Regions from separate parts of the Ovis aries genome. Here region 2 is linked to region 1. A link is a contact called in public Hi-C data. All regions are on one chromosome and are shown on one strand. Each heading gives the region's core, a stretch centred on a gene start, on an enhancer-like site or on the middle of the called end of the contact. The rest is flanking DNA. Distances are from core to core; before and after follow the strand shown. Region 1 has its middle 21 kb from the start of ACOD1. Region 2 holds the start of CLN5 (CLN5 intracellular trafficking protein).

Region 1 (4,381 bases), core at 1,630-4,129:
TGCTACTGCCCTCAAGTCACCCGGGGCCCAGGTGTGCCAGAATGCCCACCTCGCCCTGAAAGTCCTCACTGCCAGCAATTTCCTTGTCCACTATGCTCTACTAGCAAAATTCTCCTCATCCCTTTCCCTTAAGGTCTTTCTGAAACATCACCTCCCTCGTGACGGCTACCAGGCTCTTCTAGCCGAATCTGTAACCCTGGCTTCAGTGGTTCCTCAGAGCCTCTGTTTTGCTGCGCTGACACTCTATACTCATTCATTAATTTCTCCAACAAAGACTTATTTGGGCATCTGGCATGGATCGGCCACTGTATCGAGCCCTGGAAACAGAAAGATGAAGGGTCCCTTGTCAAGAAGCTGGTAAACTAGACAGACAACAGGTGCGTACTTACAGGAGGGTACACTGAGGGTGGACAAGGATGTGCAAGGGGGTGCGGCATTAGGGGAACCCAGAGGTATGTGTGTGTTTAGTTGCTGAGTTGTGTCCTACTCTTGCGACCCCAAGGACCATGGGGTTTCCCATCTAAGTCTACTGGAGTGGGTTGCCATTTCCTTCTCCAGGGGATCTTTCCTGACCCTGCGCCTCCTGCATTGCTCGCGGCTTCTTTACCACTTGAGCCACCAGGGAAGCCCAGGGAAACACAGAGCGGGCAACTTCTTGAGCCCATGGGGGCATGGTTGCAGAGCCAAGGAGAGGAATGGATGCCTGAGACAGGTATTGGAAAGAGAGATCGACAACTTGAAGGAAGGCAAAGGCACTCTGGGCAGAGGGGCCAGTGGACAACCTGGTGAATGGGTTTTTGTGTCTGCGTGGATATGGGGAGAACAGACAAGCTGCTGAGTGTTTGGGGGAACTCAGAGAGACTGGTAAGAGATAAGAGATAGACATCAGGAAGAGAGAGGAATAGAGATCAGAACATTCATGTCCTTTTAGGATGCTTAGATTTTACCCAGGCAGCAGGTTAGGAATCAGCCTGCGAGCATCAAGGAGGTCCACATCCCTACACTGTAGCCAGAGGTGCTGATACAGTAGATCTGGGCTGGGGCCAGAAATCTTCCACTTTAACCAACTCTCATGTGGCTCTGATCCATCTTGTCGAAGAACCACATTTTTAAGAAACACTTCTGTAAATGATGGGAAGCCTGTAAGTGATGGGAAACACTTCTGTAAATGAGGGGTTCACACAAATAACCAAGAGCTGCGTTTCGCAAGAAAAGCTCTCTCAGTTTATAGGAGGATATACAGAAGCAGATGAGAGTGGAAGCTGAGTGACCACTTAGGAAGCCTTTTCAGCATCAAAGAAACCATAAGGGCTCCAACCAGAGCAACCATCAGGGTAAAAATGAAATTCCCCAAACTTCGTGATTAAATAGACTGGAGGATGAGGAAGAAGGCAAAGATGACTCAGTTTTCCAGCCATGGATGGACCCCCACGAGATCCAGAGAACATAGGAGAGGGGAAGAGATGATGCGGTAGGTGCCCAAGGACATCCAGATGGAGACAGCAAGGAGACAGCGAAACAGCTGAGCCTGAAGCTTGGGCTAGCGGAACAAGCCACGGAGACAGAGCAAGGAGTCATCTGCCCTTGACTGAAGTCAGGGCCCACGAGCCCAGCAAAGAACCCCTGGTGAGCGGGTTCACCATGAGAAGAAGAAAGCCAAGGCGGAGCTCAGATGGCACCCAGTGAAGTGGGCTGGCAAGGAAGAGAAGCCAACGGGACACAGAGAAACGTGGTTAGAGAGGCTGGAGAAGAACCAGGACAGCCTGGTGTGACGGGGTCCAGGGGAAGGTGTTTCAGGAGGGAGCACAGTGCTGGGACTCAGAGCGTAGGTTCTGGGGCTTCCCTGGTTAGGCCAGCAGTTAAGACTCTACACTTCCACTGCAGGGCATGCACTGGTGGGGAAACTAAGATCCTGCACACTGCATGGCAAGGCAGAAATGTTTAAAAAAAAAAAAAAAAAGGCCATAGGTCTGACTTTAGTCTGCCTCCATGTCCATGCCAGCCCCAGCATTTACTAACTGGCTGAAATAGAGTAACTTCTTTTATGCTTTCGTTGCCTCAATTGTAAAATGGACACAGCAATGGGTACCCACCTCATGCATTCTATTGTGATAGTGTAATAAGTTAACATAAAAAGCATTGAGCCCACTACCTGCCACATATTATGTTCTTTTTTTATTTATTTTTTATGTTCTTTTTTTAAACAGCATTTTAAAAACACTATTATTGAGGTGTGTGTTTGCGTGCTGAGTTGCTTCAGTCATGAGCAACTCTTTGCAACCCCATGGACCCACCAGGCTCCTTTGTCCATGGGATTCTGCAGGCAAGAATCCTGGAGTGGGTTGCCATGCCCTCCTCCAGGGGATTTTCCTGACACTGGGATCGCACCAGTGCCTGCAGCTTCTGCATTGCGGGTGGATTCTCAGCAGGGAAGCCCCTACTGAGGCACAGTTGATATACCTGCACATACCTTATGTGTCTAATTTGATGAGTTTGGACGTATGCATACACATGTGAAACACGATCACTTCAATCAAGGTAAGAGAAATATTCAGCACCTCCAAATTCTCCTTGTACCCTTCTATGTGTGTGTGTGAGTGTGTGTAAGGACACTTGGTGTGAGATTTACACTCAACCAGTTTTGTTAACCACAAGCACAGTGTTGTACAGCACATCACTAGGCTCAGTGGGCCAGAGACCAGAGGCCAGAAGAAGCAGGGGTGTCTCCACCAAAGCCAGTGTAAACAGATGATGACAGTCCAACCCTGACGCCTGATACCAGATGGCCCTACCCAATCCCTTGAGACAGCATAAGTGCCCCCCCACCTCCCCACACGGTCCTGGAAGATGAGAGCGGGGAAGATCCTGACACCAGTGGAGACTGAACTTCTGTCCTTCAGCAGAATAAAGATTCCATGAGGAAACAGATTCAGTTAGAGACATTTTACAGAGATATACTTCTTACACACCAGTGTTTATGGGTGAAGTTGCATGCTTGCTACAGAAGTCATCTGCTAAGATCACACTGTACTGTGCTCGTGTCTACGGCATCACCCTGGCCCATACAGCCTCATCAGCTTTCCAAGGAGGACGTAATAGGGCTATGTGACTGGCCTTTTCCCAGATTCAGTGCTCATCTAGGCCAAGGGCCCACCATCCCTCCATTTAATGAGCCAGGAATGGCCTGTCAGACTCTTATTTGGCTGAAGCAGCCCATCATTAAAAGCCCTTAAAATGTTCAGAAACAAATCATGTTCTATCTGTTTTATGGTGCCAAACGCTTGTCTCATAAATAACTGTTGAAGTATTTGAGAAGTTTTTAATGTTCCTTTTTGAAGAAAATACCGATCCCTCCAACTGGTCCCTGTGTGACACACGACAAAAGACAGAATTCAGGCTCTTGAATGTCTATGATACAGCATGTGGCAGCCCTGCCTCCTCTAGAGCCCTGGCCTCTAAAGCAAATGGAGGGATGGATTCTTCCGCCAACCACACAGAACATAATTTTAAGGTCTGGACTGAAAAAACTCCAATACAGACCACTTCAAAAGCAGCATCTTCCGTAGGCTCCTGAGGCCTCTGATAACAGGGGCTTCCCTGATATCTCAGTTGGTAAAGAATCCGCCTGCAATGCAGGAGACCCCGGTTTGATTCCTGGATCAGGAAGATCTCCTGGAGAAGGAATAGGCTACCCACTCCAGTATTCTCGGGCTTCCCTTGTAGCTCAGCTGGTAAAGAATTTGCCTGCGATGCGGGAGACCTGGGTTTGATCCCTGGGTTGGGAAGATCCCCTGGAGAAGGGAAAGGCTACCCACTTCAGTATTCTGGCCTGGAGAATTCCAAGCACTTGTAGAGTCTGTGGTGGAGTCGCAAAGAGTCAGACACAACTTACCCTAAGGGTCATCTGACAATGTACACTTCCTGGACCCTCCCTAGCAGTGCCTCCTCCACCCTGCCATGGGTAAGACAGCAGAAAGCAACCAGTCTAGCTTACAGTACCTAAGCTCCCTACAGGAATGGCTTCCCTTAATTAAGATTTTTGTTCTCTTCCATTTCTATAGAGGCTTCCTGTCAGGCAATGTTTAACAGGAGGATTCCTACATGCTGTTTCTCATAAACCCTCTGTTCCTTATTAGTTTCTGCTGCCAGAAATGAGTAGAGCTGCATGCAGCTCTCAGGACTGAAGTCATAGGATAAGACAGGCTTGAGTCTCCTTCAGTAAACATTCTCCTTACGACAAAACTGCTTAGTCTTGATCCTTTCTTGAGATATGGATTGTCTCCTGACCTTGTGACCATTATTAATCCCTTGTTCCCTTGGTAACAGTTGCTGTACATTTGGTTTTCTGATCTTTATCACTGTCAAAAGAAATTTCTTATAA
Region 2 (4,030 bases), core at 466-2,965, 55 kb after region 1:
GAGGAAGGTTAGCTTTGGCTACCTAAATGCTTGTGGAAGTGTTAGCCACTCAGCTGTGTTCCACTGTTTGGAACCCTGTAGACTTAGCCAGCCAGGCTTCTCTGTCCCTGGAATTCTCCAGGCAAGAATACAGGAGTGGGTAGCCATTCCCTTCTCTAGGGGATCCTCCTGACCCAGGAATTCCACCAGGGTCTTTACTGTCTGAGCCACCAGGGAAGCTTAGGCAAGTGTTAAAACGAAGCCTGAACTTCCCCAGAGCCCCCAACCTCCTGCAGCAACTGGGTGAAGGCGAGTGTGCGTGTGTATATGTGTGTGCGTGAGAGAGACAGAGAGGAGGTCAACAACTCCCATCAACCCCCACGAGTCCTGGGAGGCATGGGGAAACCAGTGACCCCACGCCACCCCATGAGCCATGGTGGTCACTCAGATCACTACAGTTCCCACATACCTTACAAACACTATGATGGATCTATCCTGTTGTAGAGGAAGGAAGGTGCTGGAAAGCCCGGTCTAAGTTCTGCAGGCCACCCTCTTGTAAAATGTGACTCTAAGTGCCATGTCTTTAATACTCCTATTAATAGACATAAACCAACCACCTCTGTGTATGAGAATAGGGGGCCGTGTATGAGGGCAGAGGAAGGGCAGTTGATCGCCAGAAGGGGAGTTGATCCTGTTGCTTTCCTGAGGCGGCTGAAGGGTCAAGGAAGACAGAGTGATGTGGACTCCTGTCCCCAACCAAAGTGGCAGAGCTACCCAGGAGGAACCCGCCTGGGAGGCGGGTGGGGCTGGACTGTGTCACAGCACTTAGCGGCGATAGCCCCGGCTGTGTGTCGTCAGTGTGGCCACTGGCATCACCAGATCCGTCGGGTTAGAACCAGTCACCGCGCCATCTCCGTTTTCCTCACTGCACTCACCTCCCCCAAATACTCTCCTTCACTCAGATGTCTGTTGTCACCTAGTCTGGGCCCTAAGGGATGAAGGGAAAGTGCGGCGCTCCCAGGGGGCAAAGAATCCACCTGCCAATGCAGGAGACACAAGAGTTCGATGCCTGGGTTGGGAAGATCCCCTGGTGAATGGAATGGCAATCCATTCTTGCCTGGAGAGTTCCATGGACAAAGGAGCCTGGTGGACTACAGTCCATGAGGTCACAAAGAGTCAGTCTCTCTCTCACACACACACACAGACACACATACCCCAGAGGAGCCCAAATCCCATGGACAGAGGAGCCTGGCGGACTACAGTCCCTGGGATAACAAAGAGTCAGACAGACAGACACACCCAAAGGAGCCCAAAGCTGGCTTTTCTGTGCTTTTGCTTTTCGTGGTGGTTGTTGGGAGCAGACGCTCCAAAGGAGCGCAGCCGTGAGGCCAGGAGAACTCGGTATTACAGTCAGTCAGAGAAAAACGGTTCCTGTTCGGGCTGCTCAGGGGAGCTGGACCGGAGCACCTTCCGGGTCGGCCAAGTCCGGAAGCCGCCCCCGCGCAGGGCGCCAGGCAGGAGCAGAGCCTCGGCGGCCCCGACACCCTGCGCTGGGTTCCCCTGCGCTCGCGGAGGCGGCGGAAGCCGCGGGGACCGAGCCCTCCGCCCGGGCGCGCCAGGCAGGGGCGGGGCCGCGGGCGGACCGCCGCCCGGGTCCCGAGTTCTGCGCATGCTCGGCTCGCTGGCCCTCCGCGGTCTCGGGGCTGGGGAGCGCCGCCCGCAGCGGGAGCCGGCACATGGCGCAGGCGGGGGGTGCCGGTGCGGGGGCCTGGGGTCGGCGGGGCGCGGGCGCAGGTGCGGGCCTGGAGCGCGCGCCTTGGCGCTGGGCCCCCGCGCTGCTCTGGCTGGCGGCGGCGACGGCGGCGACGGCGGCGGGCGACCCCTCCCGGCGCCAGTGGCCGGTGCCCTACAAGTGAGTGCGCGGCTGGACGGGGCGGGCGCGCGCGCGCGCGGCCGAGGTTTTCTGTCCAAAGTGCGTGGGGGCGGTGGCGGGGAGGAGTTGCGTCCAGGTCGCGTGATCGTGCCGGGGAGGCGCGGCGAGGAGCGAAGTGGAGTTCCTGGGGCGCGGCTGTTTGTTGCACGATGCCCTGGGGTCTTTCTTCCTCCCGGGGCCGTTGAGCCAGTTCCAAGGTGACTGTCCTGAATCGTGGGGGAAAAGGGACTAATGTTATTTCGTTGTGTGATTTTCGGTACAAATCGCTGACAATTTGAATAGTTTGGGGAGACTTAATAATGTATTTTCTATCGTGTCAGGTCCTGTCATTAGTTATCGTGAGTGCGTAACATTTGCACTCCCAGTTACCAGTTAACCTAGCTCTTGGGACTTCCCGTTTTCAGCACTCAAAGTTGGGTATCTAGGGAATCCCCTCGCCACGTCCTGTCCCCCCACCTCCTGGGTGAGTGGCCTCGACTGTCCACAGTCTTCAGCCAGGAGGTATAGGTCGCTGGTGTTATGCTGTGGATGCGGAGATGTAGGAACTGTGTTTGAGCCTTTGAACTAGAACAGTATTTACGTAGCCTAATTATCAGAGGTCGCTAAGCAGAGAAAAGGAAGATAAAGTGTCAACATCAGGCAGGGGAAAACCTAGCAGCTTTTGAAAATGCACACCCCTTTCGGATGAAAATAGCGAGTTGGCAGGCAGGATAGCCTGGTCCTGGTCGCGAGCGAGTTCTAGGCTCTGACCGCAGCAGATCGAGTCAGGCCCCGTCATCACTAGCTGTGTGATCTTGGGAAAGTCGCTCAGGATCTCTGTGCGCACATATCCTGAGTCAGAAAGTAGGAATAGTAGTTACTTCAGGTTTCATTGTGGTGGTTAAATCTAGTAAAGGCCAGCCAGCATTTCAGACCTGATAACAGTATTAGTGTATTCTGCCCGCTGAATGGCTTGCTGGGCCTTCTTTTGCTTGATATTCAGGAAGAGAGAAGTTTGAAGCTGGTTTTCTTGAAAATGTTATTAACAACAAAGTGTTCCCCCCAAAGTAAAAATATAATATTCAGTAAAACAAAGAAGAGAGTGAAATCCAAAACTACTTGATTTACATTTAAAAGTTTGAAATGTTAAGCATGTGCCTTCATTTACCCCCATAATAAAATTTTAATTTTATTATGTTCACACTTAAATTATACTTTTGAAATTACCATTGACCTAAATTTGATTTTGCTGTAAGCAGATGAAATTTATGTATAGTTAACTATTCATTTTTAAATCAGGTAAGCACCTGTAAAACAGGTAAAATTTTAGGTGAGTTTTTAATATTTTTGTCTAAATCAAGATTTAAACTTTTTAAGTTATAGACATTTTTGTTGATGTGTGCCTGCTGCTGCTGCTGCTAAGTCGCTTCAGTCGTGTCTGACTCTGTGTGACCCCATAGACAGCAGCCCACCAGGCTTCCCCGTCCCTGGGATTCTCCAGGCAAGAACACTAGAGTGGGTTGCCATTTCCTTCTCCAATGCATGAAACTGAAAAGTGAAAGTGAAGTCACTCAGTCGTGTCCGACTCTAGCAACCCCACAGACTGCAGCCCACCAGGCTCCTCCGTCCATGGGACTCTCCAGGCAAAAGTACTGGAGTGGGGTGCCATTTGTTGATGTGTTAGGATTGATTTCACAAAAAATCTGGGAACTTCTCTGGAAGTCCAGTGGTTAAGACTTCACCTTCCAAGGCAGGGATGCTGGTTCGATCCCTGGTCAGGGATCTGTGATCCCACATGCCTCACAGCCAACAAACAAAACATAAAACTGAAGCAATATTGTAACAAATTCAGTAGACTTAAATAAATAAGTAAATAAATAAATAAATGATCCACATTAAAAAAAAAAACAAAAACCCAAAACAGTAGGTCTAGCTAGGGCCCCAGAGATCTAGGATTCTTAGAGGACAGATGAAGTGAAGTGAAAGTAGCTCAGTTGTGTCCGACTCTTTGTGACCCCATGGACTATACAGTCCATGGAATTCTCCAAGCAAGAATACTGGAGTGGGTAGCCTTTCTCTTCTCCAGGGGATCTTCCCAACCCAGGGATCAAACCCAGGTTTCCCACACTGCAAGTGGAT

Evidence for each region. A called contact is a pair of places that touch in the nucleus more often than the background predicts.
Region 2: a contact with region 1 is called in a Hi-C map of mesenteric adipose tissue, with 2.9 times the contacts expected there. The contact joins the promoter of CLN5 here to the enhancer-like site in region 1. A contact is called at or near these places in 6 of 16 Hi-C or Micro-C datasets (liver, mesenteric adipose tissue, mixed tissues and 2 more).

Annotation. Positions count from the first base shown.
Region 1 is chr10:52,655,427-52,659,807 of ARS-UI_Ramb_v3.0, forward strand. No RefSeq gene overlaps it. Among named protein-coding and RNA genes, the nearest start is that of ACOD1, 21 kb to the right of the region's middle. Within about 2 kb of position 2,880, at least 1 of the 54 cell types and tissues checked has an H3K27ac peak or open chromatin away from gene starts, as enhancers often do.
Region 2 is chr10:52,711,859-52,715,888 of ARS-UI_Ramb_v3.0, forward strand. CLN5 (CLN5 intracellular trafficking protein) reads left to right here and starts at 1,716. Exons shown (of 4, transcript NM_001082595.1): 1 at 1,716-1,891. The coding sequence starts at 1,716.